7 separate regions of the Mus musculus genome follow, and all the other regions are linked to region 5. The links are chromatin contacts, called in public Hi-C and promoter capture Hi-C maps. All regions are on one chromosome and are shown on one strand. The core of a region is the stretch at or near the end of the contact, and the rest is flanking DNA. Distances in the headings are between cores, read along the strand shown. Region 1 holds the start of Pex10 (peroxisomal biogenesis factor 10). Region 2 holds the start of Slc35e2 (solute carrier family 35, member E2). Region 3 holds the start of Ddi2 (DNA-damage inducible protein 2). Region 4 holds the start of Atad3a (ATPase family, AAA domain containing 3A). Region 5 holds the start of Ubiad1 (UbiA prenyltransferase domain containing 1). Region 6 holds the start of Pusl1 (pseudouridylate synthase-like 1). Region 7 holds the start of Aurkaip1 (aurora kinase A interacting protein 1).

Evidence for each region. Promoter capture Hi-C pulls out the DNA fragments that hold promoters and counts their contacts. A called contact is a pair of places that touch in the nucleus more often than the background predicts.
Region 1: a Hi-C map of B cells shows a contact between it and region 5, with 5 read pairs. The contact joins the promoter of Pex10 here to the promoter of Ubiad1 in region 5. A contact is called at or near these places in 1 of 39 promoter capture datasets (pre-B cells) and 1 of 484 Hi-C or Micro-C datasets (B cells).
Region 2: a contact with region 5 is called in a promoter capture Hi-C map of pre-B cells. The contact joins the promoter of Slc35e2 here to the promoter of Ubiad1 in region 5. A contact is called at or near these places in 2 of 39 promoter capture datasets (cranial neural crest and pre-B cells) and 1 of 9 other capture datasets (pancreatic islet).
Region 3: a promoter capture Hi-C map of pre-B cells shows a contact between it and region 5, with 2.6 times the contacts expected there. The contact joins the promoter of Ddi2 here to the promoter of Ubiad1 in region 5. A contact is called at or near these places in 3 of 39 promoter capture datasets (cranial neural crest, frontonasal cranial neural crest and pre-B cells).
Region 4: a promoter capture Hi-C map of pre-B cells shows a contact between it and region 5, with 2.4 times the contacts expected there. The contact joins the promoter of Atad3a here to the promoter of Ubiad1 in region 5. A contact is called at or near these places in 4 of 39 promoter capture datasets (cranial neural crest, frontonasal cranial neural crest, maxillary cranial neural crest and 1 more).
Region 6: a contact with region 5 is called in a promoter capture Hi-C map of pre-B cells. The contact joins the promoter of Pusl1 here to the promoter of Ubiad1 in region 5. A contact is called at or near these places in 3 of 39 promoter capture datasets (cranial neural crest, maxillary cranial neural crest and pre-B cells).
Region 7: a promoter capture Hi-C map of second pharyngeal arch cranial neural crest shows a contact between it and region 5. The contact joins the promoter of Aurkaip1 here to the promoter of Ubiad1 in region 5. A contact is called at or near these places in 3 of 39 promoter capture datasets (cranial neural crest, pre-B cells and second pharyngeal arch cranial neural crest).

Annotation. Positions count from the first base shown.
Region 1 is chr4:155,065,190-155,068,885 of GRCm38.p6, reverse strand. It overlaps Pex10 (peroxisomal biogenesis factor 10), which reads right to left and starts at 1,856. Exons shown (of 6, transcript NM_001042407.1): 1 at 1,712-1,856; 2 at 983-1,063; 3 at 1-223. The coding sequence starts at 1,817.
Region 2 is chr4:155,599,216-155,602,847 of GRCm38.p6, reverse strand. It overlaps Slc35e2 (solute carrier family 35, member E2), which reads right to left and starts at 1,432. Exons shown (of 9, transcript NM_177186.4): 1 at 1,110-1,432.
Region 3 is chr4:141,721,430-141,725,161 of GRCm38.p6, reverse strand. It overlaps Ddi2 (DNA-damage inducible protein 2), which reads left to right and starts at 1,743. Exons shown (of 10, transcript NM_001017966.2): 1 at 1,743-2,105. The coding sequence starts at 1,968.
Region 4 is chr4:155,759,587-155,763,336 of GRCm38.p6, reverse strand. It overlaps Atad3a (ATPase family, AAA domain containing 3A), which reads left to right and starts at 2,239. Exons shown (of 16, transcript NM_179203.3): 1 at 2,239-2,535. The coding sequence starts at 2,334. Atad3aos (ATPase family, AAA domain containing 3A, opposite strand) reads right to left here and starts at 2,145. Exons shown (of 3, transcript NR_027972.1): 1 at 2,051-2,145; 2 at 1,560-1,952.
Region 5 is chr4:148,442,838-148,446,453 of GRCm38.p6, reverse strand. Ubiad1 (UbiA prenyltransferase domain containing 1) reads left to right here and starts at 1,694. Exons shown (of 2, transcript NM_027873.3): 1 at 1,694-2,526. The coding sequence starts at 2,004. It also overlaps the pseudogene Gm23303.
Region 6 is chr4:155,890,082-155,893,972 of GRCm38.p6, reverse strand. It overlaps Pusl1 (pseudouridylate synthase-like 1), which reads left to right and starts at 2,211. Exons shown (of 8, transcript NM_001033490.1): 1 at 2,211-2,342; 2 at 2,558-2,615; 3 at 2,734-2,921; 4 at 3,071-3,220; 5 at 3,304-3,474. The coding sequence starts at 2,266. Acap3 (ArfGAP with coiled-coil, ankyrin repeat and PH domains 3) reads right to left here and starts at 2,098. Exons shown (of 24, transcript NM_207223.1): 1 at 1,532-2,098. The coding sequence starts at 1,578.
Region 7 is chr4:155,829,233-155,833,213 of GRCm38.p6, reverse strand. Aurkaip1 (aurora kinase A interacting protein 1) reads right to left here and starts at 1,945. Exons shown (of 4, transcript NM_025338.4): 1 at 1,479-1,945; 2 at 1,144-1,231; 3 at 417-862; 4 at 116-323. The coding sequence starts at 1,198. The coding sequence ends at 222.

The DNA of each region.
Region 1 (3,696 bases), core at 607-3,106, 6.6 Mb before region 5:
GATCGGCTGCGTCCTCCAGGTAGCAGACTGCCCTGTGAAGCCCGGGGAGCATCGCCATCGGCTTGCAGCTCCTGCTCCAGGGGCAGCAGTGCCTTGTCTAGCAGGTAGGGCAAGACAGCATGCAGTGCAACCAGCGCTGCACGGCGGAGCCTGGAGGGCACACGCTGCTGGGATGGGTCCACTTGGATGATCCCAACGTACTCCTCCCCAAGGGTCTGGTAGCCTGAGGATTAATACACAGTGATGAGGGTCCAGGGACAAGTTTCCGGGCCAGCCTGTGTCGTCGTCCCCCCTCCAGCCTCACCAGTCACCCTGAGACCTAGCCAAGGCCAGCACAACTTCTTGTTAAACCCACTGTGGCCTTGCTGTGATTTCACCATGTCACAGAGACGGCCACTCTGGAATGGGCCTTGCATCTCCTGTTGGTTCCTACTCCCTTAAGTCTTTATTCTGTTTTCCAGTCCTTCCTCTGCTGAACTCATACCCCTGTCCAAGTGATGGGATCCGATCTTGTGGCTTTCTACCTTCTAGATGATGGCTGAGTCCTAAGTATCAGGCATACATACCACTGCTTACCTGACGCTGTCACATGGAGTCAGAATAAAAAGCCCCCAAGCCTACCCATGGCTTGCAGCTAGCTTCTAGTACTCCACCATGCAGACGATGAATCCTGACTTCCTGTTCCTGAGGCCAGCCCTGTGGAGTACCTTGTGATCTTTCCATGTGTCTCACCATGACCCTGCTCGTACCCTTCCCCCCACTCGATAGCCTCTTCCTTTTTATCTGCCTCGTACCCCATAAATGGAAAAGCCCATCCTGCTGAGAGAAAGTCTGGGGCAGTGAGTGCCCTCTGGCCAGTATCTTCCTTCCCGGAAACAGAGACTAATGCAGGTGATTTCCAGGAGCCTTCAAGCATCCCCTCCAGACCTGGGTGGGTTGTGGGCCCCTCAGTGCCCAGGACCTGCCGAGCACAGACAGCTACCTGCAATTGTGGTGAGGCCAAAGTAGGCTATGTCCGAGAGCAACTCGATCTCTTTCCTCCATTCCAGCCATTTCTTTGCACCTGAGAGAAGAAAAATATTAGCTCTAGAGAGGTGAAGTGGTTCTCTTAAGATGACTCCCAGCCGGGTAGTGGTGGCACACGCCTTTAATCCCAGCATTTGGGAGGCAGAGATTTCGAGTCCAGACTGACCAGAGTGAGTTCCAGGACAGCCAGGGCTACACAGAGAAACCCTGTCACTCCCGAAGGGCAGGTAAAGTCCAAGTCAAGTCACTCCTAAGACGACCCTCAACAACTCGTCTCTCCCTTCACCTCCTCTGCTGCCCTTGGTGACCGGAATGTCTCCGAGACGAAGACCGCCTCTTAAGAAGCCCCGACTGTAACTGTCTTGAGTCAGGTACTGTCCTAGAGACATGGAGCCCAGGAAAGTCTAGGTAGTGCTAACAACATAAGCCAGAGGCGACCTGTTTAGTATCAAACCTCGGCTCTCTGAAATCCCAAATCCCTGCCTGTGTGATCCACGTGTCTACCTATGAGAGTAATGACGTTAGGTCCACCCTGTAGGGGCGTCTGGAGAATAAATGGGCAAATGCTTGAGAAACACTAAAGCAGAGACCTGCAATGTGGTCAGCAGTGTGTACCTCTGTTTTGATCCCCGCTTTCCAAGCAAACTCTGGAGCTGCCGCCTGTCTGGGTGCCCGGAACGCTCACCCGCTAGGCTGTGCAGCGCTTCACCCGCCGCGCTCCGCAGGCCTCCCAGGTAGTACTCGTCCTTCTGCGCTGCCCGGATCACTTCAGGGGCACCCGCCCGCGCCATGGCCCGAATCGCAGAGCTCGCACCGCGCCTGCGCACCTCGTGGGCGGGGCCTGTGACGCTCGACGTGCGTCCGTCGTGGGGCTGAGGCTGCGAACACCACGCGGGCGAAGGCGGAGCCTAGGCGTGACATCTGTGGAGGCGGAGTAGTGGGCGTGTCCACGACATAGGGGTGGGGCTACCCGGGGAGGGGTGTGGTCTGTGCTTGGAGGGTGAAGCGGCACAGTGAAGTGGCGGGTAATGACAGGGAGGAGGTAGATACCTAGTGGGTAGGACCCCCGAGAAAGCTCAGCCTCGCAGATGTGTTTTTGGCCTGATTCAGGTTCAGTTTTCTGGCAGGAGGTACGTGTCTCTGGGCTGCAAAAGTGGATCTTTTGGGATAGCCACGTGATTCCAACGGACTGCTGAAGGCTCCAGTTGTTGGAGTTCCTCCCTGCCCATGCCCTGGTTTCTTCAGCTTGGGTTGGGCAATCCCAGATAGCACCTTTGACCACTGCTAGGAGGCAGTCACGGCTCATGCAGAGGCATGAACTTCTAGCCAAATCAAATGTGACAGTTTGAAATGTAGATTCTCTGAAGGCCCAAGGCCGCTTGTGCTGGAAGACTTTTCAAACTTGGAAGCTCATTTCTACCATAACCATGGGGTATGGCCTGTTCTAAGTGTCCCCGCCTGGACTGCTCCTTACACGCGACTGCTTTTTTGCATTCTCTTCTCTCAGCCATGGGGAACAAGACCAGAAACACTATTCAAGTATCTGTTGTTCTCAGGGATACGGCCTAAGTAAGCGTCTCTCTCCGTGGGCTTAAATCCTAGGCACAGCGGTGCCTTGATCCTCAAGTTCTTCCTTTGTGGGCTCTCAAGGATTCTTCCTATGGGACAAAACCCAAGATGGCCAGCAGGTGGAGCTATCAGCCCATCTTTTCTACTAGCTTGGGCTGCTAGAGCTTGTTAACCCAAACAGATCCTGCACAGATCAGGGAAACAAGAGGCTTTTCAGTGAGGAGAGAAAGTGGAAGGGCAAGATGAGTAGTGACATCATTGTAGATCAGTTCTCTGGATTCTCGGATGACCATGTGGCCTGGAGTCCCCCTTTGCTTCAGTGTTTCAGGGTTCCAGAACTCTGCGGTGGAGGTAGAGCGAGAGCTCTTGCTTACGGAAGGGGCATACGGCCCTTGCCACCTCCCACCCCTTGCCTTCTGAAGCACAAGGATCCTAAGACTGAGCCTTGTGACTTTCTCCTTGTAAACTCTTCCTCCTGCTTCAAGGATGGAGGACAGAAAGGCCAGGCTCCTGTTTCTCTGTGTAGCCCTGGATGTCCTGGAACTCACTTTGTAGACCAGGCTGGCCTCAAACTCAGAAATCTGCCTGTCTCTACCTCCCAAGTGCTGGGATTAAAGGTGTGAGCCACCACTGCCCAGCTCAACAACTAATTCTAAAGTCATACACGCTGTGGGTTTTGTTGTCCTGCCTGATGTCGTTTGCCAGCTCTGGCCACTCTGTTTTCTTTTTTTTTTTTTTTTTCTTAAAGATTTATTTATTTATACGTAAGTACACTGTAGCTGTCTTCAGACACTCCAGAAGAGGGAGTCAAATCTCGTTAAGGATGGTTGTGAGCCACCATGTGGTTGCTGGGATTTGAACTCCGGACCTTCGGAAGAGCAATCGGGTGCTCTTACCCATCTCACCAGCTCCTAAAAAACTCTTTATTTTTATGTTTGTGAGTACATTGTTGCTCTCCTCAGACACACCAGAAGAGGGCATCAGATCCCACTACAGATGTTTGTGAGCCACCATGTGGTTACTGGGATTTGAACTCAGGACCTCTGGAAGAGCGGTCAGTGCTCTTAACCACTGAGCCATCTCTCCAGCCCCACCACTCTG
Region 2 (3,632 bases), core at 183-2,682, 7.2 Mb before region 5:
GTTCTGTCTCTCCATCTTCTGCACTGGAAATGAATCACTTTAATATAAAAGCCTTCCTATCTCTTCACTTAATGGGCCTTCTTTTGCTATTTAAAATTCTCTCGGTGTGCTTTCAAATGTGCTCTGCAACCAGGGATACTTGTAGTACAGTCCCATAATTGCGGTACTGAGAGGATGAGGCAGGAGGGTCACAAGTTTAAGGCCAGACTGGGCTACCCTGTAAAGATCCTGTCTTAAAAGAAAAAAGAAAAAGAAAAAAAAGCACAAAAAATTATTTTCCAGTTTTTTTTAATAGAGTACATTCATCCCATGAGCGGGCGACTAGACAAACACTGAACAAGGGCCCCCCCACCCCCACCCCCAGTCTGCAGTTTTACTTTTTGTTTTATTTTGCATTTCAAGGGTTCAAAACATCAATGCTGCAAAGAGCCTGTTTCATGCCTGAAAAGTACCGGTTGGAGAAAAACCGCTGGCAGGCTAAAATAAAGTTGAGGCTTGGGACCTGGCTGAGTCGCCCATTCCACGGCACAAAATAAGACGTTTGGGGAGGCAAAATCAGTACACGCCGACAGATGACAGGGTGCCTGCACCTGTCATTGGGTATCGCTTCCTTTCCGGCGCCTGCTGCAGTCACAGCCCGCCCGCGATCCCCCCGCCCCGGTGCCCATCACTGTCCCCACCCTACCTGTGCGTCCAGCCCGGCGAAGCCCGCCACCTGCGCGCCCGGTGCCAACCCGGGCTGACTCCAGGACGGGATGCCCCCGGCCCCCGATGGGGTTCAGTTCTGGGGCTGCCACTGGAGTTTATGCAGAGCCTCAGCCCACGCCCACGGAAGATGCAGCCCGCGCCCGCCTCGGGGCCGAGCAGCTTTAGGCAGAGCGGTCCAGAGTCAAGGGCGAGAGCCGCGAGCCCTCCCACAGCCCTCCTAAGGGTTTAGATTTGGGACACACACACGGGTGGGCGGGGAGAGAGCCGGACGTGACGCACCGGAAGCTGTTACGGGGGGGGGGGGAAGGACACACTCCACACAGGCACACAATGGCACCTTCCAGAACGTTCCACCGCGGCCCACCACGGGGAGCCAGGACACCCTCACGGCGCGTTCGCACCTTCCGTAGCGGCCCACCGCAAACCACGGGGCGGGCGACGATGCGGGGCCACAGCACCGCCTTGCGGCCTCCTGTGGGCGCCTCCGGAGCGTCCCACCTCTGCGGGGTCCGCCATGCTGGGCCAGCGTGCAGGTGTCGCTCCTCTGGCCTGTGGTACATTCCGGAACGTTCCACCGAGACCAAGGTGAAGGAGCCAATCCTCTGAGGCCGCGAAGGTGCCGCCCTCTAGGTCAGACCCAGGGGCTTGATTTCAAGGATCCTAAAATCTGACCAGAAAGTCACAAGACGAGAAGCGCTCAGTGGCGAACGTGCGAGGAACCCCCGTGCTCTCCGAGTCTTGGACGCTGCCGGGATGGGGGCGGGGTCAGCACCATGGGGGCGGGGCCAGCAGCATAGCGACGGGGCGCTCATTGGTCGAGCCTCAGAGGCCCCGCCTTCCTGCAGGACGCTTGCTCTGTCGCCTGATCTCCCCAAGTAGCCGCCGGCTGTGAGATGCTTCCTGGCCCCTTTTATCCCTGAAGGTCATTTTGTGGAGAGGTTTGAGGTTGTGCCTTGCCTCAGCTCTGCTTTTGGTGAAACCTTCCTTTGTTTTTTTCTTGGTTGTTTGAAAACTAGTAAGGTTTCTCCTTCAGATCTCGCACAGTGAGTTGGAGCTTCTTAAACCTTTTCCACTAGAAAACCCTTTCCATATGCAAATCAAACGTTTACTGATAATCAACCTTAAGTCTATCTTAAAACAATTCTTTGCCCGGTGCCGGAGACCAGCCTGGTCCACTTAGTGAGTTCCTGGACAACCAGGTCTATGTAGAGAGACCCTGTCTCAGCAAACAAAAAACAAGTCTTTAGAACACAATGGCACAGTGCAGTTTTACCACTTAAAAGCAAAGGCAAACTGGCTTACGAATGAGAAGATGTGCTTTTTAAATTTTCGCACAGATCATTAAATCTTGACTGAATATCCCATACCACTGGACATAGAGTATCTTCAGCATTTTTCAGAGTTGATGTTTTGATTTTATCAAAACCAAAGTGTGTTTGATTTTGTTGAATTGACGTATGTTTTAGAACCGTATCAGTTGGAAATTCTGTCCTAACCACAAGCCAAGTTTTAACGATTTTTAAAAATGAAACTCAACTCAGAAACTTACGCAAGAATTTTGTTGTTGTTGGGTTCTTTCCTTTGTTTGTTTTTGTCTTTTAAGATAGTGTCTCACTGAGCCGGCATGGTGGCACACACCTTTAATCCCAGCACTCAGGAGGCAGAGGCAGGGGAATTTCTGAGTTCGAGGCCAGCCTGGTCTACAAAGTGAGTTCTAGGACAGCCAGAGCTACACAGAGAAACCCTGTCTCGAAAAAAAAAAAAAAAAAAAAAAAGATAGTGTCTCACTATGTACCCCTGTCTGGCCTGGAACTCACTGTGTACATCAGGCTAGTCTTGAACTCACAGAAATAGACATCTCTGCCTCTCACACTCTGGAATTATGCGCACCTATGTAAGCATTTTTTAATTGAGTTGTTTTATTTGGTCATTGTTGTTTTGTATTTGTTTTGTTTTGAGACAGGGCTGGTGTATCCCTGGCTGGCTTCGGATTTGATGTACAGCCAGGGCTGACCCTGACCTTGCTCTTACCCCACAGTGCTCAGATGACAAGCATGTGTTACTATGCCTGGTTCAACTAGTAATTTTTTTAAATTTAATTATTTATTATGTGTAAGTACACTGTAGCTGTCTTCAGACACCCCAGAAGAGGGCATCAGATCTCATTTTGGATGGGTGTGAACTACCATGTGGTTGCTGGGATTTGAACTCGGTACCTTCAGAATAGCAGTCAGTGCTCTTAACCACTGAGTCATCTCTCCAGCCCTCAACTAGTAATTTTTAAAGTGATCCTGACAATACAATCCTAAAACCTACTAATAAGCAGTAGGAAAATATCAAGAGTCCTTGCTTTCTATAATTAAAACATTGTGCTTCTAAAAGCAAAAAAACATATGTACGCTAGGAAACACTGCTGCTCATAAATTGGTGTTCTCTTATGGGAGCTGAGGTGTTCTTGCAGCAATGATTGGTTGGTGTTATTTGGTATGACTTCATGCACAATGTAAAGTGTGCCAGTTTCTGTAAAAAAAAAAAAAAAAAAGGATTCAGGGAGCTTGTACAATAAAAACATAGGTGAGCTCTCCGTTCATTACACATTTGATTTTGAATTAATTAATTTTAGCCATGCCTGTGGATAAACCTCTTACTGTTGTTAGACAGTAAAATCTTAGTCATTTGAGTCTACCAATGAAGACTCAGGAACCAGATGCCTGCCGGCTCAGAATCAGAGAAAGCACCCAGTTGCCTTCTGCCTCAAGGCTGTTTCCCACCAACAATACCCCTCTCTCAATAAACCTTCTTCAAACTGAATGTCCCTCCTTCTACTTCCTGTGTGACTCTTCCTGTGTGACAGATTTTACAGAGTTTTTTTACCTTTTAATTTTACTCTTTCACTTAATTACTTTACATCCTGAAAACTTTGT
Region 3 (3,732 bases), core at 494-2,993, 6.7 Mb after region 5:
CAATTCATGCCACAATAAACATCTTGGTGCCCACTAACTGTGGAGACGCAATCACAGTGGGGTGATTGGAGTTCACATCCTGTGGGGCATCTGGCATCCTCACAAACCTTACTTAAGTTTCCTAACTCCATTTTGAAAGGCTCTCTAGCTGACATTTTCATTGCAATTTTCTTTTCGTTTGGCACAGCAGCTGGGCTTTCTGTCACGGATGCTTGATTTCAGCCCTGTCCTGTGGTCCCAGCGTCTCCACTTCTGTTTTTGTAAAAGTCTTGCGCCTATGTATTCTGTCTTTTCTGCAAAGTGAAGTTCTTGCAGCATCCACAGCCACCCTGCTTCCCATTTCCTTCCTGTTCTGCTGGAGGAGGCTCCTCGCTCCACGGAGCCAGGAGTGGAAATCCTTGTGCTTGTAGTGATCCTGCAGTCTCTGCTCCTGGATGATGGTGAAATGAACCAATTCAAGACAGATTAGCTCGTCGTAAATGCGGGTTTGTTGGGTTGGGAAGCTTCTGTCAGGAGGACGAATTCACTGGTCCCAAGGAAGGAGAGGAAGGAAGCCATATTAGTCGCCATGGGAAGGGAAAGGAGAAGAGGGAAAAGAAAGAAAGAAAGAAAGAAAGAAAGAAAGAAAGAAAGAAAGAAAGAAAGAGAGAAAGAGAGAAAGAAAGAAAGAGAATGGGGGTGGGGGGGAGAGAGAGACCAATGATATCATATATGATATGATATCTGTATTAAATGCAGAAGAGTCTCTGGGGGAAGGGCAGCTGAGTCCCTGCCAGGTAGGGACAGAGGGATGTCAGGAGAACCTTGAGCCTTTGATTTGTACAATGCATACCTCAGCCCCTAATCCAGGACTGGAAACCAAACACTCCTGAGTGCTGGGATTACAAATGTGGACCACCCTAGTGGGCCCGGGAGATGTTTTCGGATTTTTACCATTCTTGGTATCTACATCTTCTTATGAATTGAGTGGCCACTAAAATAACGACTGTTTCCCAAGTACTGTCTTTTTGTCCTGCTGAGGTTGAGCTTGGTCCTGGTAGGCAAGATGTCAACAAGGTATTTTATCTATACCATTAAAGTAAATTGTTCAGACTGGAACACTTATGATCCAGGCAGGCTTGGAATTTGCCAGCCTTCTGTTCACCCTCCTGAGTAGCTGGGATTACAGGTTTGCGCTACCAGTCCCAGTATACGGAGTAAATTCTAAACCGTACCCAGTAAACGTCCAGTGCTGGATGCAGTCTGAGAGTGAGTTAACTAAGAACTGTGCTGTGTGTGTGTGGCTGCCAGCGCAGCCATGCCAGCCCGCAGGCTGGGATGGGCCTCGAGCACAGCAAAGGATCTGGATTTTCGTCCTACATTCATTACCAAGTCGAAACCGAGTTAATATTACTGAAATGACAACTTCCATTACGAAAACTCTGTTTTAGAAAGATGTGCTTAATTTGTCTTTCAACCATTTTTATGCACACGCCATTCGCACAGTAGGTCCCCGTTGGATGACTAACTGGGACTGGGATCCTGGAATACTCCGGAGCTCAAGCATTAAATCGTGGGGTTCCCCCACCCCGCATCCCCATTCCTCCCTCCAGTCTCCCCAGCCCCGCCCTGCCCCACAGCCTAGCGTCGCGAAGGCTGCCGGCAGCCTGGCGCGCTTTACGGCCGTGGCGTTGCGACGGGGCGGGGCGCCGGGCGGGCGGCCCGCGAGCTTGACGGCAGCGGTGGGAGGCAGGCCGGCAGGCAGGCAGACGGCGTCGCAGGCGGGTGGCGGCGGCCGCGCTGGCTGCCGAGGGCGGGAGCGAGTGAGTCATTGCGCGCGTGTGAGGGAGGAAAGGAGCGAGCGAGCGAGCGAGCGAGCAGCCCGCGCCCGTCGCCCTCCCGCCGCTGCCGCCAGGTCTCCCCAGCCGCCGACTGCCTTCCGCCCAGCGCCCAGGCCGGGCCGAGTCGAGCCGGGTCGGGCCCGGGCCATGCTGCTCACCGTGTACTGTGTGCGGAGGGACCTCTCCGAGGTGACCTTTTCCCTCCAGGTCGACGCCGACTTCGAGCTGCACAACTTCCGCGCGCTGTGCGAGCTCGAGTCCGGCATCCCCGCCGCCGAGAGCCAGGTACGCCGGGGTGCGGCAGCGAGCGGGGGCCTCCGGCCGCTGTGGCCGGGGGCGGGGGGAGCTGGGGGCCGGCGGGGGCCGAGTCCTGCAGCCGCCCGTGGATGCACCCACTGCAGCTAGAGGGGCACGTGCGCGGGCGGGCAGCCCTCCCCACCTTCTGGCCTTCGGGAGCCTGGGTCCTCATCCGGGATCTCCTGACTTTCCGACCAGAAATACCAGTTTGGATCACTGGGAGAACGACGCCTGCCTGGGGTTCGCTTATTTGGACCGCTCCAATATGCGCAGTTTACTACCTGGGAGAATGCAGATTTGCGGTTGAAAGTGAGGGGAAAAAGTTTGAGACTCACTCTGCCATTGACGTCTCTGGAAATGCATACATTTTTGGTTAATTTATTATATATGTATACACACACACACATATATATATGTCATATATTAATTAAAGTAATGGTTAGGTTAACTCAGTCTGTCTGCTTCTCTCAGGCCAAAGCCCTCCTCCTTTCTGGGCCCAGTTTAGTTGGGTCAGTTCAAAGCTCAGTGCTTTCGAAGGATATTAGCTTGAAAATGGCCTACTGTCTGAAGACCCCCGAGGGATTCGGCGGCCAGGAGTTCAGCCTTCTCATGTTTTAACAAGAAAATATATTCTCAAAATGCTTTGGTGTCCTTAGTAGACTTCATCAAACAATAGGTGGACTATTTTGTAACCTTTGCACTAAATCCCTTAAGATTCTAACCAAAGTGGCCCCCGCTGGGTGTAGTCTAAACACCAGAAAATTATAGACAGCTCCCAAGGCCCCAGAATGTAAATCTTGATTTCCTTCTGCAATTATGAAATAGTTCCAAAAACTGTTGCCCAACGACTGCCTGTTCTGTCCTGACTTACGGTAAACTCTGCGTGTCAATATTGTGTTCAGAAGTACCATTCCTTCACACAATGTGAACTTTAGAACCTTGGCATGCAGCTCTTTCTGGAAGGATCTATTTTAGGGAAGGAGGTGTCACTCACATACGCGGTCTGGCAAAAGTTGGGAATAAACAGTTCCCCCAATTTCCACAGAAAAATTAACCCACAAAAACCTAGGACCCCATTCCTGTTGGTCAGCCTCCTCATACAGGTAGCAGGGGCAAGCTAGGACCAGGGAGTTTGGGGGGCTGGGGGAGATTTGACTTTTTAGAGGATTGATTAATTGCTGGTTGTTGTTTGTTTTGTTTTTAAGGCAGGTCTCACTATATAAAACACTGGCTCCCATCTACACTCAGAGATCCCTGTTGACTTTGCCTCCCAAATGTTTGGAGTTAAGGCCTGAGCCATCACAACCAGCTGCTTTTGGTTTTTGTTTGTTTGCTTTGGTTTTTTTTGTTGTTGTTGTTGGGTTTTTTGTTGTTGTTGTTGTTTTTGAGACAAGGTCTCAACTGTGGGGTCAAGGCTAGTCTCAGACAGCAGCCCTCCTGCTTCAGGCTCCTGTACAGCTGGGATTACAAGAATACACTATCATGCCCAAGTTCAGTTTTCAGTTTTGAAGTTTTTTTTAAAAATTTTTTTCAATTTTTGTGTGTGTGTGTGTGTGTGTGTGTGTGTAGGGTGTTTTGATGACCCAAGTTATAATTGCCAGCTGATGGGGAGTAA
Region 4 (3,750 bases), core at 990-3,489, 7.3 Mb before region 5:
TTCAGAATTTTATAAAGGTTATGTGCTTACCAAATACAGCAAAAGACTGAAAGGTGTGTGGCTTTAAAAGCTCTGACCCCCTAGCTGGGCATGGTGGCGCACGCCTTTAATCCCAGCACTCAGGAGGCAGAGGCAGGCGGATTTCTGAGTTCGAGGCCAGCCTGGTCTACAAAGTGAGTTCCAGGACAGCCAGGGCTACACAGAGAAACCCTGTCTCGAAAAACAAAACAAAACAAAAAAACAACAAAAAAAAGCTCTGACCCTCCTTACTTACCCATCTAAGCTCAAAGGCGACTGCTATGAGAGACGTGGTTTGTCCATTTAAAAACAAACAAACAAACAAACAAACAAAAAACCCTTATGGCCAATGAGTGATGTCTGGCTATTGCTGGGAAACTCATTTGGTTTTGTTGGGGGACAGGGGTCACAGGTAGAATAATCTTAGGATTTAAATTTAAGACAAATGGTGGTGACCTACACGGTTCATCCAAGCATTTGGGATGTAGCAGATTTCTGAGTTCCAGGACAGTTTGATCTGCAGCTTAAGTTCCAGGAGTGTCAGAGCTCAAAGAAACCTTATATCAAGAAACACTGGACAGTGATGGACAGTGATGGAAGCAGAGCTAGACTTGCTTATTGAGCTAGCTGTACAACACATCTTTGCTGATCTTTGTTGCAAAGAGAGAGGCCTAGTTGAGAACTTCTCTTGGCATTCCTCTTGGTCCCTCCTACAGAGGCGGTGGCTTGGCTGTCTCCGTTAGGTTGTGTCACCACTGCTGATTCATGTTTGTTATCCAGACTATCGAACTGGACTGTTAGTGTGTTTGTGAAGTGTATGGGAATGGATGGAGCTGCTGCTGTTAACCTGGGAAATGAACTGTTGATTTTCAGACAACATAGACAGGAGTTGTTCCAAAGAACCATTTCTAAACAGGTCTACCTCCCCCATATCCTTTTTCCACTATCTCTGATGGGTGGTGGGCTATAAGGAAGGTTACAGCACTCAAGAACTATCATTAATAGTAAGATTTTAAAAAATTAAAGTTTTATAAAAAATAAATACGACTAATAACATACCTTCAACTTCCTTTTTTATCATTTAAAATTGCCTTTTGTCCAGTGTTAAAAAACAGTCCAAACAATTCTGTGAACTCAACCGGTTTTATGAAAGATGCCTGGACCCAAGACGCTGACTTTGGTAAATGTGGGTTCCTAGTGACAACTGCCACTGTCCATGCTACCTTCCACTTGCCCAAAGGTTAGGTCAACCCTAGGTCCAGAGCAGGCACCTGGCTCAGCAGGCTCCCAAGGAGCGCTCACTGGCTAACAAGCACAAGCCTGGAGCACCAGCCCTCACTCTAAGTAGCTCCTGAGTGTAATGTACCCTCTGCAGGCTCTGGGAGTCGGCTTGGCTTTCTGGCTTGTACTGCAAAGCAGCAGCATGCCAATAGCCGCCGTGGGTTGCCAAAACACCAAAGAGGATCGGGCTCAAAACACCGCCTGAGCAATCGTAGCAGAATGGTGCAGGATTGTTTGTCAGAGGCGCCCAAGTCTCTGACCTAAGTAACTCTCTTATTCTTATGCACGCTTGGCTGTAGGAGCCGCTGGCCTGGAGACGCTCAAAGCAGCCACAGATATACATGAATCCGGCTCCGAGAAAGCGTGGGGTCACAGCAGGGGTGCCCGGCCGGTCGAGGGGCGCCAGGGACCCCTTCTCTAGTCCTCCCGGCTGGAGGTCTCACCCCGATTACTTCGCCCTTAGTTGCAGTGACCTGAGGCATCTCAAGTCCGGAAAAAATTAGCTCCGGGAGACCCACAGCACCTTCAGGTTTTCCCTTCCTCTTCTGTTCTTTGGGTAGGATTCACAGCAGAAGAGTTCTGACCCTCCGTGGTGTGAGTCCAGTGTCTCTGATCGTCTGTGGGCTCTGTGGCTGGGGCGTCTCCATAAATGCCTATAGCGACAGGTACAGAACGACCCCAGAGGAATAGCACCTTTGCTTAAAAAAAAAAAAAAAAAAAAAAAAGTTTTCTAGGATGAAGGCACACCCACCTCGAAAACTTTGCTCCTATTTGCCTGGTCCAGGAGCTCTGTCCAGTTCCGCCTCCTTAGAAAGCTGGGCAAATCGTGCCACCGACGCCACTGGCGTCCCTATGTCAGCGGCCAATCCGGCGGCTGAGAACGTCTTGACCCTCCTAGGTTTCCGTCGTCCAGAAGGAAGGGGTGTGGCTCGCGCCTGCGCAGTGAGTCGCGCCCGCGGCGCGTGGTGACTGCGAGGAGCCTCGCGAGTCACGCTCCGGTACGGTCCGCCGAGGGCGCGCGGAGCTTGCAGACCATGTCGTGGCTCTTCGGCATCAAGGGCCCCAAGGGCGAAGGCACAGGGCCTCCGCTGCCCTTGCCGCCCGCTCAACCCGGGGCGGAGGGCGGCGGTGACCGCGGGGCGGGAGACCGGCCATCGCCCAAGGACAAATGGAGCAACTTCGACCCGACGGGCCTGGAACGTGCGGCCAAAGCGGCTCGCGAGTTGGAGCACTCGCGTGAGTGCGCGGGCTGGGCTTGGCGGGCCGAGGCCCTGGGAAATGGGAGGTTTCTCTCGGAGGCACTAGCTGCTGCCCTTAGGACTTTGGTCCTCTTGACGTCTTAGCAGCACAGTGGTCGTTCGCAGCCGTACCTTTCAGGTGACCTGAATGGCCGCTTATGGGACATTTGGTCATAGCCGTCCTGCATTGGGGGAGACCCCGATCCTGCCACCCTCTTGCACTTGTAGCTGTCAACACGTAGGTCGTAGGAGAGACCCTGTGCCAATGTTGGCCTTACCTACTTTACTGTTGGGCTTTCTAGCTGCCTCCACGTGGTGCAGGCCAAAAGTCATAGCCAGGTCAGGCGATCCTGTGTTGTGGTAGTTAATAGCAATCTCTCACTTAAAAAGGAGAGAGTAGATGTCGTGTTTACTATTGGATGATAGCATTCCACTGTGGAACGTGAGGTGAGGGTGTCCGTAAAGGTTGATCCTCTCTGAGACAGATTTTAGCATTGATGGATCCCAAAGGCCAGGACTTTTCCCAACAAATGACACATTTTTGTTTTGATGTTGACAGTTTGTGCCAAAGTGTAATGTAAGGTGGATTTTTTTGATTATTTTGCTTTGTTTGTTCTTGTTTTTATAAAGACTGTGCAGCCCTGGCTGAGACTCCTGTAGACCAGGCTGTCAGAGAAATCACAGCTCCACCTGCCACGGCCTCCTGAGGCGTGTGTCACTATGCCTAGCTAGTTGAAATATTTTTAAGAGCCTGCAGGGGGCTGCAGAGATGGCTGAAAGGCTAAGAGCACTTGTTGCTATTGTAGTGGACCTGTGTTCAATTCTGTGCACCTATATGACAGCTCAAAACCTTCTGTAACCCCAGTTTCAGGGCATCCAAGGACTCCTCTGGCTTCTAAGGGTACCAGACATATACATACTTATATGCAGGCAAAAACTCAAATACATAAAAAATTTTTTAAAAGCCTGAAATGTCAGCTTTGTTGAATGAATACTTATTGAAGGATGTTTCCATTCTCAATTTTGTGTTTATGCGGGTGTTCTGTTTTTCAAAAGATCCTATAGGGAAGCCCTAATTTAAATAGGTATAATATGCAGACCCTCTGAGAGAGAGTCTGGCACTTGGTGAGTCAATTCTCTGCTCTTGTAGGAAAAAAAAAAGTCTTGAGCTCATGCCTTTAATTCCAATACTTGGGAGGCAGAGACAGACAGA
Region 5 (3,616 bases), core at 445-2,944:
TTAGGGCCTCCTATTTGTGACCTGTCTCTGACTCCCACCCCCCACCATGCCCCTTCTTCCACTGCTGGGATTACCAAGTGTTCACCTCCTTGCCCAGCCTCAACTTGTTTTTTCACTGTTTGTTTTGTTTCCGGTGTTTTGAGATAGGGCCTCACTATGTAAACTGGACAGTCCCTCAACTGTCCTGGAACTCACTATGTAAACCAGACTGGCCTTGAACTGACCGATCCTCTTGCCTCTGGAGTGTTAGACTAAAAGGCATGTGCCACCTTGCCTGGCCTAACATCTGTGTGGGTTTTTTGTGGTTTTTAATTTTTCCTGATCATTTATTTTTTAAAATTCACTTTACATCCCCATCGCAGCATCCCCTCCCTCCAACATTTCAACTCTCGTTGAGTACCAGCTGTTCTTTCACAGGACTCAGGGGCAGTTCCCACGTTAGGATGTTCACAAAAGCCTGCAGGGTGTAGGGTTGGGATGTAGCTCAGATAGTAGATTATCTGCCTAGCATGTGGAATCCCCAGCACCCCATAAAACCAAGTGTGGGTGAATGCTTGTAATTCCAGCACTCAGGGAGTTGGAGGAGATTCAAGGTTGGATCAAAATTTCAAGGTCATTATGGGCTACATTGCCAATTTCTAGCCAGCCTGAGCTATATAGGCCCCTGCCATTTTATTATTGGATTTTTTATGAATAGGTGTTTTGCCTGTATATATGTATATCTAGTGTGATCTTCTTGCATGTATGCATGCCTGGTGCCTTTAAAGGCCAGAATAGGGGGTCAGATCCCCTGGAACTGGAGATACAAGCAGTTGTGAGCTCTTGGGGGTGCTAGGAATCAAACCCTGTTCTTTGGAAGGGCAGCTAATGCTCTTAACCGCTGAGCCATCAGTCCTGGCCCTGTCTCCAGAAACAAAGCAAAAAACCATGTAGGTCTTTACATCTTAGTACACAGAAAGCTTCCTACTTCTTTTTCTTCCAGCTATACATACATGTTCCATCACATAGTACCGCATTTTCTTTTCCAAGCTCTTGGCTTATGAACACTTCTCTTTTCTTCTTTCGGTCTCTCCTCTCTTCCCTTCCATTTCCTTTCCTTTCTCCTTCCCTTCCCTCTTCTCCATCTCCTTTTTGCAGGGTGGTGGTGGCACACACCTTTAATCTTACTCAGCTCCTGGGAGGCAGAGGCAGGTAAATCTGAGTTCGTGGCCAGCCTGGTCTACAGCGTGAGTTCCAGGACAGCCAGGGCTACATACACTGAGAAACTTTGTCTTGAAAACCGAAAACCAAACAAAAAGATAATCTCACGAAGCTTGAGTTGGCTTCAAACTCACTATATAATAAGGGATGTCCTTGAATTCTCTTCCTGTCGTCGTCTCCCAAGTTCTAGGGCCATAAGGATGCACCACCAGCCCAGCAATGCGCACAATACTTTCAACGTAGGATGTATTGGGGTAACCACAAATGAGTCTTATTTCTTATTTCAGTAAGTGAACCTGCCCAGTATAACGCAAAGCGACACGCCCTGAAATCCCAGGAGGGCTAAACAGCTGCTTCTTTCCAGTGACTTGCTTTTAGCTAATTTGTTGAACCTGGGCTCTGGCCTTTGACCACACCCCTCTCCGACCACGCCCCTCGCCGGCCTTCACCGGGCCCTGCCCGCCCCAGGTCCGAGTTTCCGGGCCGGCCTCCTGAGGCCGACGCACAAGATGGCGGCGCCGTCCGCCCGATAGGGGTTGCGGGCTGAGGCGGGTTATTGAGTTGTGGCACGGGGGAAGCGACCCCAGACAGGCTTCGCTCAGGTGACAGGTGGGCGGGCAGCGCCGCTGGCCCCGTGGCGGTGCATGGCCTGGTTGCTGTCTTCAGTTTTCCCCGCCTCCCAAACCCTGACCGGGGGCGGAACCAGAGAAAGGTCAGGCCAGGCTGTCCCGCCTGTCTCCGTCCTGGGGCGGTCCCCTTGAGTGGCTCACTTTTAGAATTGACTTTAGCCACGTGTAGCTTCCATGGCTGCGGTACAGGCCCCGGGGGAGAAGATTAATATCCTGGCAGGAGAGACAGCCAAGGTCGGGGACCCGCAGAAGAACGAATGGCCCGAGCAGGACAGGCTTCCCGAACGATCCTGGAGGCACAAGTGCGCCTCCTACGTGTTGGCCCTGAGGCCCTGGAGCTTCAGTGCCTCACTCACCCCTGTGGCCCTGGGCAGTGCCTTGGCCTACAGGTCTCAGGGTGTCCTGGATCCCAGGCTGTTGTTGGGTTGTGCAGTGGCTGTCCTGGCTGTACACGGGGCCGGCAATTTGGTCAACACATACTATGACTTTTCCAAGGGCATTGACCACAAAAAGAGTGATGACAGAACTTTGGTGGACAGAATTCTGGAGCCCCAGGATGTTGTTCGATTTGGAGTCTTCCTCTACACCTTGGGCTGCGTCTGTGCTGCTTGCCTCTACTACCTGTCCGCTCTGAAATTGGAACACTTGGCTCTCATCTACTTCGGAGGCCTGTCTGGCTCCTTTCTCTACACAGGAGGTAAGAATTGGCCTGTTTCCTGCTCTAAGGTCCCAGTTGCCTAAACTGGAAACTGCTACCTTCCATAGGAATGGTAGACGTGTCAAAGACGCCTTACTAAAGTAGGCCACTTGACTGGAAATCCAAAATGTGTGTATCGTGGATACTTTGAAACCTTAAGTTGTGAAAATACTGGTTTGGCAGTGGATTATGAACACTGCTCCCCCGATGGAGACATGGCTTAGCCTTTAAGATCTCTTACTGTGGGCTGGAGACCCCCCTACAGTTGGCTTAGTGGTTAAGAGCACAGGCTGCTCTTCCACAGGTCCTGAGTTCAATTCCCAGCAACCACATGGTGGCTCACAGCCATCTGTAATGGGATCTGATTCCCTCTTCTGGCATGCAGGCTTACAGTGCAAACAGAGCATTCATGTACATAAAATACAGAAATAAATAAATGTTCATACTTACCTGGCAAGGGAGATGCCATGATCTCAAAGGTGGTTTTCCTGGCCAAGACTTCTCTATTGTACTCCAATATGCTGACCCCTGTGATTTCCCCAAAGGTGGGAAACTCAACTGCACTATATATAAAACTGCTTTTATAGAGGACCCATGTTCTGTTCCCAGCACCCATGTTGGGTGCCTGACAAACATATTTAACTTCAGCTTCATGAGATCCAACACCCCCTTGGAGCCCCAGTTGGCATCAGCACACATGTGCACACACATATCAATAAAATTTTAAGCTGGGCAGTAGTGGCGCACGCCTTTAATCCCAGCACTTGGGAGGCAGAGACAGGCAGATTTCTGAGTTCGAGGCCAGCCTGGTCTACAGAGTGAGTTCCAGGACAGCCAGGGCTATACAGAGAAACCCTGTCTCGAAAAACCAAACCAAACCAAACAAACAAACAAAAAGCATAGAATGGGCTAGCAAAATAGCTCAACAGATAATGGCCGATACCACAGAGCCTGATGACCTGAGCTTAATCTCCAGGATTCATAAGGTAGAAGGAGAGAACCAACTTCCAAAAGTTGTCCTCAAAAGTCTTTTACACACATGCTTGCACTCAAAAAAAACAAAACACAACAAAACAAAAAGTCAATGTGT
Region 6 (3,891 bases), core at 962-3,461, 7.4 Mb before region 5:
AGTCCAACTGGCTGGCTGTGGCAAAGAAGGCCTAGAGGTGAGTGGATTTCTGCTTAGGCCCAAAACCCTGTACAAGGCAGGGTAGAGCCAGGGCTTTGCAGAAAGGGGTAAGGGCAAAAATGAGAGCGCTTCAACTGGGGCCCAGTTCCATGCACTGAGACCTTGGCTAAGACTCCTACCAAATGGATGCAGAACTGTGGGGTATCAGAGGCTCTCAGACCACTCCTCTCAATAGAAAACAGGAAAGCATAGTTGACTGCCTTAAGCCCCCTGCCTATAGTCAGTGGACACTCTTGGCAAACTCTAACGCTCCAAGGTGTTTCTGGCTGACTCTCTTGCAAGGTGGTTTTGCAAAGAGCTGGACTGCTGAGGTAGGCCCTCAGAAACCCAGCACTCATGTACATATGTGGTCAAGCTCACACGAGCAAAGGCATGATACATGCTTATACATAAACATGCATACATGTATTAGCACAGGGCATGCAGACATGTGTTCCAGGGATACAGTGCACACTAAAACACACACCTGCATACGTTAACATGTGTCTAGTAGCATGGCAAACACGGTTCACGAATCCACAGAGATGTAGCACATGTACACACGTGTCCATCCACACTAGGCTATGTGCATGCATCAAGCACACCAACTCCGTATCACAGCTCACCCACACATTCATGTGCACCAAGGAGAGCAGAGTGGCAGAACATGCTCCCCCCCCCCCCGTGTGTGTGTGTGTGTGTGTGTGTGTGTGTGTGTGTGCACATACAGAGGTGGGACACCTCACGAAGGTCCGAAATTTCAAATGACACACAGGAGGTACTCCATTACTGTCTGCCAAATGCCACTCAATGAAACAGATGTATATCTGTGTGGCCATGTGGTTCACACAGATGTGCACGACTGTATTCCAGGAACAATAAAAGAAACAAACCCATAGGTGAATAAGGCCCATACCCTTCCACCTAAACACGACTTCCTCATCCTTACAGCCTCTACCCCTTCAGGCTCCTGGGTCACTCATACATCCGTTAACTCTCACCAAGGTGTCTATCTCAGGCCCTGATGGCTCCGGCTGGTTGCACCCATACACTGCTCTGGACATACGGATCAAGATAGAGACCAAGCAGGGTGCCAGACAATCCTAGCCAGAATTGGACTACAGGGCCAAGGAGGAGCCCAGTACTTGTGGCACACCAGAGCATACACACAAAGAAGGGTGGACAGTTCTAGAGATGGCACTGGACGCAAATGCCCAGTGACACACAGCTGCCCAAGGCGGTCTGCACACTCACCCCCGCGCGCGAGGTGATCAGCACAGGGGCGTCTTTTGTTCCGGTCCCCCGAGGCCGGAGGCGGAGCTGCGCAGCTAGGGGACCGCGACTCCGGCTCCCGCCGGTTTGTCCGTGCCAGGTCTTCTGCTCCGTCCAGGTGGACTCGGAGCGGTCACCACGCTGGACACCCCTTGCCCGCCTCCGGCACAAAGGCGGCTCCCCATCCCCGCCCGCGCCCTACCCCGGGCCCGCAGCACACCTGAAGCGCGGCGAGTCCTTGATGCATTCCTCGAACTCTACCGTCATGGCTGCGGCGAGCGGTGCTCACTGTGCGGAGGACCAAGGCGCGTCGAGCGGCATCCCCGGCCCGTGGACCGTCTGTGGCGCCCGCGCCGAGCTGCGCTCCGCGCCCGCCCGCCCGCCTGCCCGCCTCGGTCTGAGCCCGGCGCGCCGCGGCCCCGCCCCGCCTGTCACCGCTGGGGAGCGTCGCCAAAGTCAGCCTCTGCCTGCGCCACCCGCTGTCACCTCCGGGGAGCGTCGCTAAAAGCGCCGCTGCATCCCCTCGCCTGTCGCTGCGCTCTGTCCTCGGTCACCACGGTCTGGGAGCTGGGCCGGCCTCGGCGGTTGGGCTTCGGAGTGGTTTGGCTCGGTCGCGGGACAGGGAAGGGCACGGCTCGCCCACTTCAGGCATCACGGCGGTGGTGAACTCGGCTGGAATGCTGCCGACGGACACACTCCGCGACGGCGGCGGGGAGATCGGGAGTGAACGAATTAAGGTCGCTTGTGCGGAAGCGACCCATCATCGCGCCCCTGTGAGGCCGAGGACAGGAAACATAGCCGGCTCTAGAGGACCGCACTTTGCACCCGATCCCTAAGCTTGGCTCCGCCCCCGCCTCTCCATTCAGGCGGGGCGGACCGAGTCAGTGCGCAGGCGCCGTCCCTGCTGGGCTGGGTCGACCGCGGGCCACGTGCAAGCGCCCCGCCCGCTCAAATATGGGCTCCTGCGGGGCGGTGGGCTCGGTGCGTGCGCGCTACCTTGTGTTCTTGCAGTACTTGGGCACTGACTTCAAGTACGTTTTCCCGCTGTTACCCCCGCGTTCTCCACTCGGCCTCGCGGGAAGTCCGCGAGGTGACCAGGACGGGCGCGATCGGTCTCGGGATGCGGGATTTTAGGAGCCGAGGAACACAGTGGCCTGCACCGAACCCACGCGCCTGGGCGCCGAGACCCCTGGCGGGACAGCGTCCACAGACACCGCAGATAATTCCTTCCTGTTTCTCTCCGCAGTGGGGTTGCGGCCGTGAGGGGCAATCCGCGCGCTGTTGGGGTGCTGAACTTCCTGGAGGTGAGGACCGGTTTGGGGAGGAAGAAGCAGTCGGCAGCTCCAACCCCTACCCACTCTCCTCCTCCTATTCCACGGACTCCGGCCATCGATGTGGCAGCCGCCTGTACGGTTCCCGCAGGAGGCTGCCAAGCGGCTGAACTCTGTCGACCCGGTCAGGTTCACCATCTCTAGCCGCACCGATGCCGGGGTGCATGCCCTGAGCAACGCGGCGCACCTGGACATCCAGCGCCGCCCAGGGCAGTCGCCTTTCTCCCCGGAGGTCGTGGCCAAGGCCCTCAACACCCACCTGAAGCACCCGGCCATTCGGTGAGCCCGGGGTTTTGGTATGGTTCTGGGCTTTTTTTTTTGTCTTTTACCATTGCACCCCACTGTGGTGGGAGGCAGAGATTTCCATAGTGCTGTGTGGACAGTTGGGCATACTCATTCCTGGGATGAGCCAGATCTGCTTGCCACAGTGTACTGAAGGCCTTCCGAGTGCCCAACGACTTCCACGCTCGACACGCAGCCACCTCCAGGACCTACCAATATCGTCTGGCCACAGGCTGCTCCTGGCCTAATCAACTGCCTGTGTTTGAACAAAATGTATGCTGGGCTCTGCAGACAGAGTGAGTGAGCTAAGAATGGGAAGAAAATGGCTCACCATCCATCTGCCTGGGCTCTCCTCAATAATGCTCATTTGGCTCTGCAGGTACCTGGATATGGCGGCCATGCAGGAGGCTGCCCAGCACCTCCTCGGGACACATGATTTTAGTGCCTTCCAGTCTGCTGGCAGCCCAGTCACAAATACTGTACGCACACTTCGAAGAGTCTCAGTGTCACCTGGTCCAGCCAGCCCATTTGTCCTCCCCGAGGGGAGCAGGTGAGACGACTAGCCTTTCACTATGCCAGGACTAGAGGCCACCAGGGTCATTACTCATAATACCTCAATAAAAGTGAGATGATGCTAAATGGGTATATTGCACATCCATTGGGCCTAGAGGGTGTAAGAAGGTGAGCCAGAAACTTGTGTCTTCTTCCTGTTGGGTGGGGTCTCTGCCAGCCTGGGGAGCACAGGGTGGAAAATGTTGCCTTTCTGAGGGCCCTGCCAGACCCATAGCTCTTTATAGCAGGTAAGTTCTGGCAGTCTCTGAAAAGATTTCACTAGAGCGAATAGTTCCATTCCACTTTGACAGACTACGTTAAGTTCTCTGCTTCAAACACCAGGAATCAGCCGCTCACCTTGAGAACATAACATCTGGAACCAGCTCCAAGGGTTTGGTAAAGGGGCTTTGGTGTG
Region 7 (3,981 bases), core at 696-3,195, 7.4 Mb before region 5:
CAGAGCACACATCTCTAAATGAGGCAGATTAGTCAGGCTGGAGGTCAAGGACAATTAGGCACACTTGGGCCCTGGGTTCCTATGACAGAGTCTTTTTTTACCCGAAGAGATCTCACACCAAGCCAAAGAAACTCTAGGTCGGCCTAGAATAATTGAGTCCTTCCAATATTTATTATAGTGGGTCAGAAGCAGCAAGAGAGCCAGAGGGACAGGAACCCAGATTATTTGTTCTTCAGGTAGATCTTCGGGGTCTGCCAGTTCTCAGGGGCTTCCTTCAGGCCTGCCTTAAGCCAGATGCGCTTCAAGTCTTTCTCAAATTTGATCTGCAAGGGCAGAGGAGACAACCAACTTATTATAACGAGCAAAGCCTCTTTTAACCACTGTCAGTCTAGGTCCAAGGGAGTGCCCATATTCACCTGCTTCTTCTTCAAACGTCCTTCCCGGACCTTGCGACGTAGAAACCGGGTCCTTTTGACCAGTTTACGGTACTTGTGGTGGTTCATCTTTCGCCTTCGGATCTTCAGCACGTTTTTGCACTGCACTGGAGTGGCATCCCAGGCTTCCCTGACTCCCTGCTGGGCTTCCTCCTCCCCCTGCCTAGGTGGACATTCGTAGAACTGGGAGGGAGCCAGAGTCACTGGGACCTCGACATTCCGTCTGGGCAATAAGTATTGAGCAGTCAGCCAGCTCTCTAGAGGACTGATGGCCATCTTCCTGGGGACCAGGAACTCCTCAAGCTCTGACTGGGTCCTCTTACCAGGGAGGGAGGCAGCCCGACTTGGGCTTGCAGGCTGCAAACTGTAAAGGGGTCGAAAAGCATAGCTGCCAATCACCCCGGAGCCAGGGCAGGAACGACTGAAACCTGGGGAAACAACACAGTTGCTACTAGTGCCATCACAGCAGATCAGAACACCACTACTACCCAGGCTAGGGCAACATGTAGACCCAAATGGTAAGGCCTGCCCCTTATCCTTCCGTCTGGAGTTGTGATGTGCTCCTACATACTACATGCAAGCTCGCAGGAAAAGGTTTGTGCCCAGGCTCTTATTCCCAGTAGCGACAGGAGACTACTGAAGGCGAGCTGGGCCGCGATGATTCCCATCCCCAAGTCAGGTGTGGATTCCGCGTCCAGGGGCGTCTTACCTGCCCAGGGAACAACAGTCCTGGCCAGCCGTGAAGTCAGGCGCGCCAGGAACATGGTGAGCAGTTGGTCCGGCGGCAGCGCTCAAAGCTAGAACACAGGAACCAGCTGAGGTCACGCAGCGGCGACGGGCAGTGCTCTCGGCCGCAGGCCTCGCATATCCCATCACCCTGGGTCCCCCTGACCCGCGATAAGGAGACATCTTCAAAAGTCGCTCTGAGCGCAAATCCTGTCCCTACTTCTCTCCACCAGCGTGGTCGCTGTAAGCCGCCCACCCACGGTTCCCGCTCAGGCAGCGAAACCCACAGCGCAGGACGATATCGACGCTCGCACGCACCAAACAGACGCAGGCCAAGCGAGCTCCGCCGCCGCTCATCATCTGAGCCCCGCAACAGGCCCACCGAATCCCGGAAGTTAGGACCGATCAGGTCGCCTCTGACCTCGACCACTTCCGGTCCCTGGTCCTACGCAGCGCCCTCTGGTGCCCGGCTCTGCGCTAACTCGATCCTTGCGTGCCCGAAGGCGATCGCTTCCGGTTGGAGGGGACGCTTCCCCTGCCGCTGTTGTCCAGCAGCAACAACGTTCCGGGTAAAAAGTGCCCACACCCGACACCCACCACAATCCCGGAGAGTGCTCTCTGCGTGCACGCGGACTTTACAGTATATATATATATATTTTTTTCCTTTCGTCTCTCCCAAGCCGGTTAGCCTCCGGGTACCGCCATGGACCGTAGGACTGCGGAAGTGACAAGTGGCGCTCCTCCTGTTAGGGCGGCAGGTCGTTTAATAGTCCTGTGGGATAGGCTGGCTGCAGAATGGGGCGCTCTGCTTCTTGAGGCCTCAGAAACTCCGCCCTGTTCCTGCTCCGCGGTCCTACCCTGCCGCTAATCTCAAGTGAAAAAAGTCCTAATTTCTTTAGTGTGCCCTGAGGAAAAAAAAATTTTTTTTAAAGATTTATTTATTTTTTATTATATATAAGTACACTGTAGCTGTCTTCAGACACTCCAGAAGAGGGAGTCAGATCTCATTACGGATGGTTGTGAGCCACCATGTGGTTGCTGGGATTTGAACTTCGGACCTTCGGAAGAGCAGTCGGGTGCTCTTACCCACTGAGCCATCTCACCAGCCCCCTGAGGAAAAATTTAAATATCCTCACACACACGTTAATTTTTATCCCAAAACTTAAAAGCAGCTTCTTCAGAATACGGCTGCTGCTTTCCTTGGCAAGAGCCTAGCAATCCACTGCACCTCAGTGTGGACCAGAAAGTCCTGCTGGCTCCGATGGACAGGGGTGCAAGACTAGGGTTCTCCTTCATTTGAGAAACTACGTATGCCTCGCATGAGGGATTTCTGTGGATTCTTAACACAAAGTGGCCAAATATCTCATTCTCAGGCATTAACCTAGCTAAAGTTACATAAACCAATAAGAGGGCAGAAATTGCAGGCTGTCGTCCCAGCTGTGTAACTGAGGTCACAAAGTGATGTTGCGTGTACCCTACCTTCGAGAGGGGATGCTGGAGATATTTGTCTTTTCTAATGATGTTTCGAGAGGGGAGGCACAATGTGCACCTGCATATGCCACAGCACACATGGAGTCATTTCTCTTCTTCCACATTTAAGGAAGTGAATTCCAGGGATCTCATTCAAGTTGTCGGGTTTATGTGGCAAGCACTTAACCACTGCGCTAGCCCAAACAGGAAGGTTTATGCATTTTAGTCTGTCTTTAGTTCAGACTCTCACCCTGGGTTTAGCCACAAAAGGCAAATGGAGTCTCTAGATTCCAGCCCTCACCTTGGTGCTCCCAGTCCTCAACATGGCCAGCTTTTATTTGATGTGTTTCTCCTTGGATTGCATAACTAAAGGTTCAAGGAGATGAATAAAAGTAAATAAATCCATCAGAGAAATGGTCATGTTCACAACAACCCGTATCGGGACAGGTCTTTGTAGAGTCAGGGACAATAAGAGAAAGGGCAAGTGGAAACAAGTTTTGGAAAGAGACCAAGCAAAGCATCCTCCTTACACAATCCCGGGAACTAGCAAGTTTCTAGTCTTCCAGGAGGTGAGTAAAGCCAACCTTGTTAAGATCCCTATACTTTCCTGGGTGGTGGTGGCCCACGCCTTTAATCCCAGCACTTGGGAAACAGAGTCAGATGGATCTCTTTTGAGTTGCAAGGCCAGCCTGGTCTACAGATTGAATTCTAGGACAGCCAGGGCTACACAGAGAAACCCTGTCTCAAAAAACCAAAAGACCCCCTGTATCTCAAACAGGCTCCAGGCCAAAACAGAACATGCCCAACCAGGGCAGGGTAGCTGCTTGGCCATGGTGGCAATAAAACACAGACACATAGCCATGACACCATGACATTGTATTGCTACTGTAAACTAACCTTGCCAAGGCAGATCTGGAATTGCAAAGGTTAATCCTTCATAAAAACCTAAGAAAAAAAGCACTGCTGGGGCTGAAGAGATGGCTTGGTGGTTAAGAGTACTTCCTATTCTTCCGTGGGATTTTCGTTTGTTCCCAATCAGAAAGAACCCGAAAGAAAGAAAGAAAGAAAGAAAGAAAGAAAGAAAGAAAGAAAGAAAGAAAGAAAGAAAGAAAGAAAGGAAGGAAGGAAGGAAGGAAGGAAGGAAGGAAGGAAGGAAGGAAGGAAGGAAGGAAGGAAGGAAGGAAGGAAGGAAGGAAGAAAGAAAGAAAGAAAGAAAGAAAGAAAGAAAGAAAGATCACTCACTGGTAGAAGATTTGGGGGGAGAGTCTGTGTAAATTGTTTTCTTTAGAGTATAAAGATGAATTTAAAAGTGTGAATGGCCAGAGGTGGCCCCACCCTGGGGCCTGCCTGT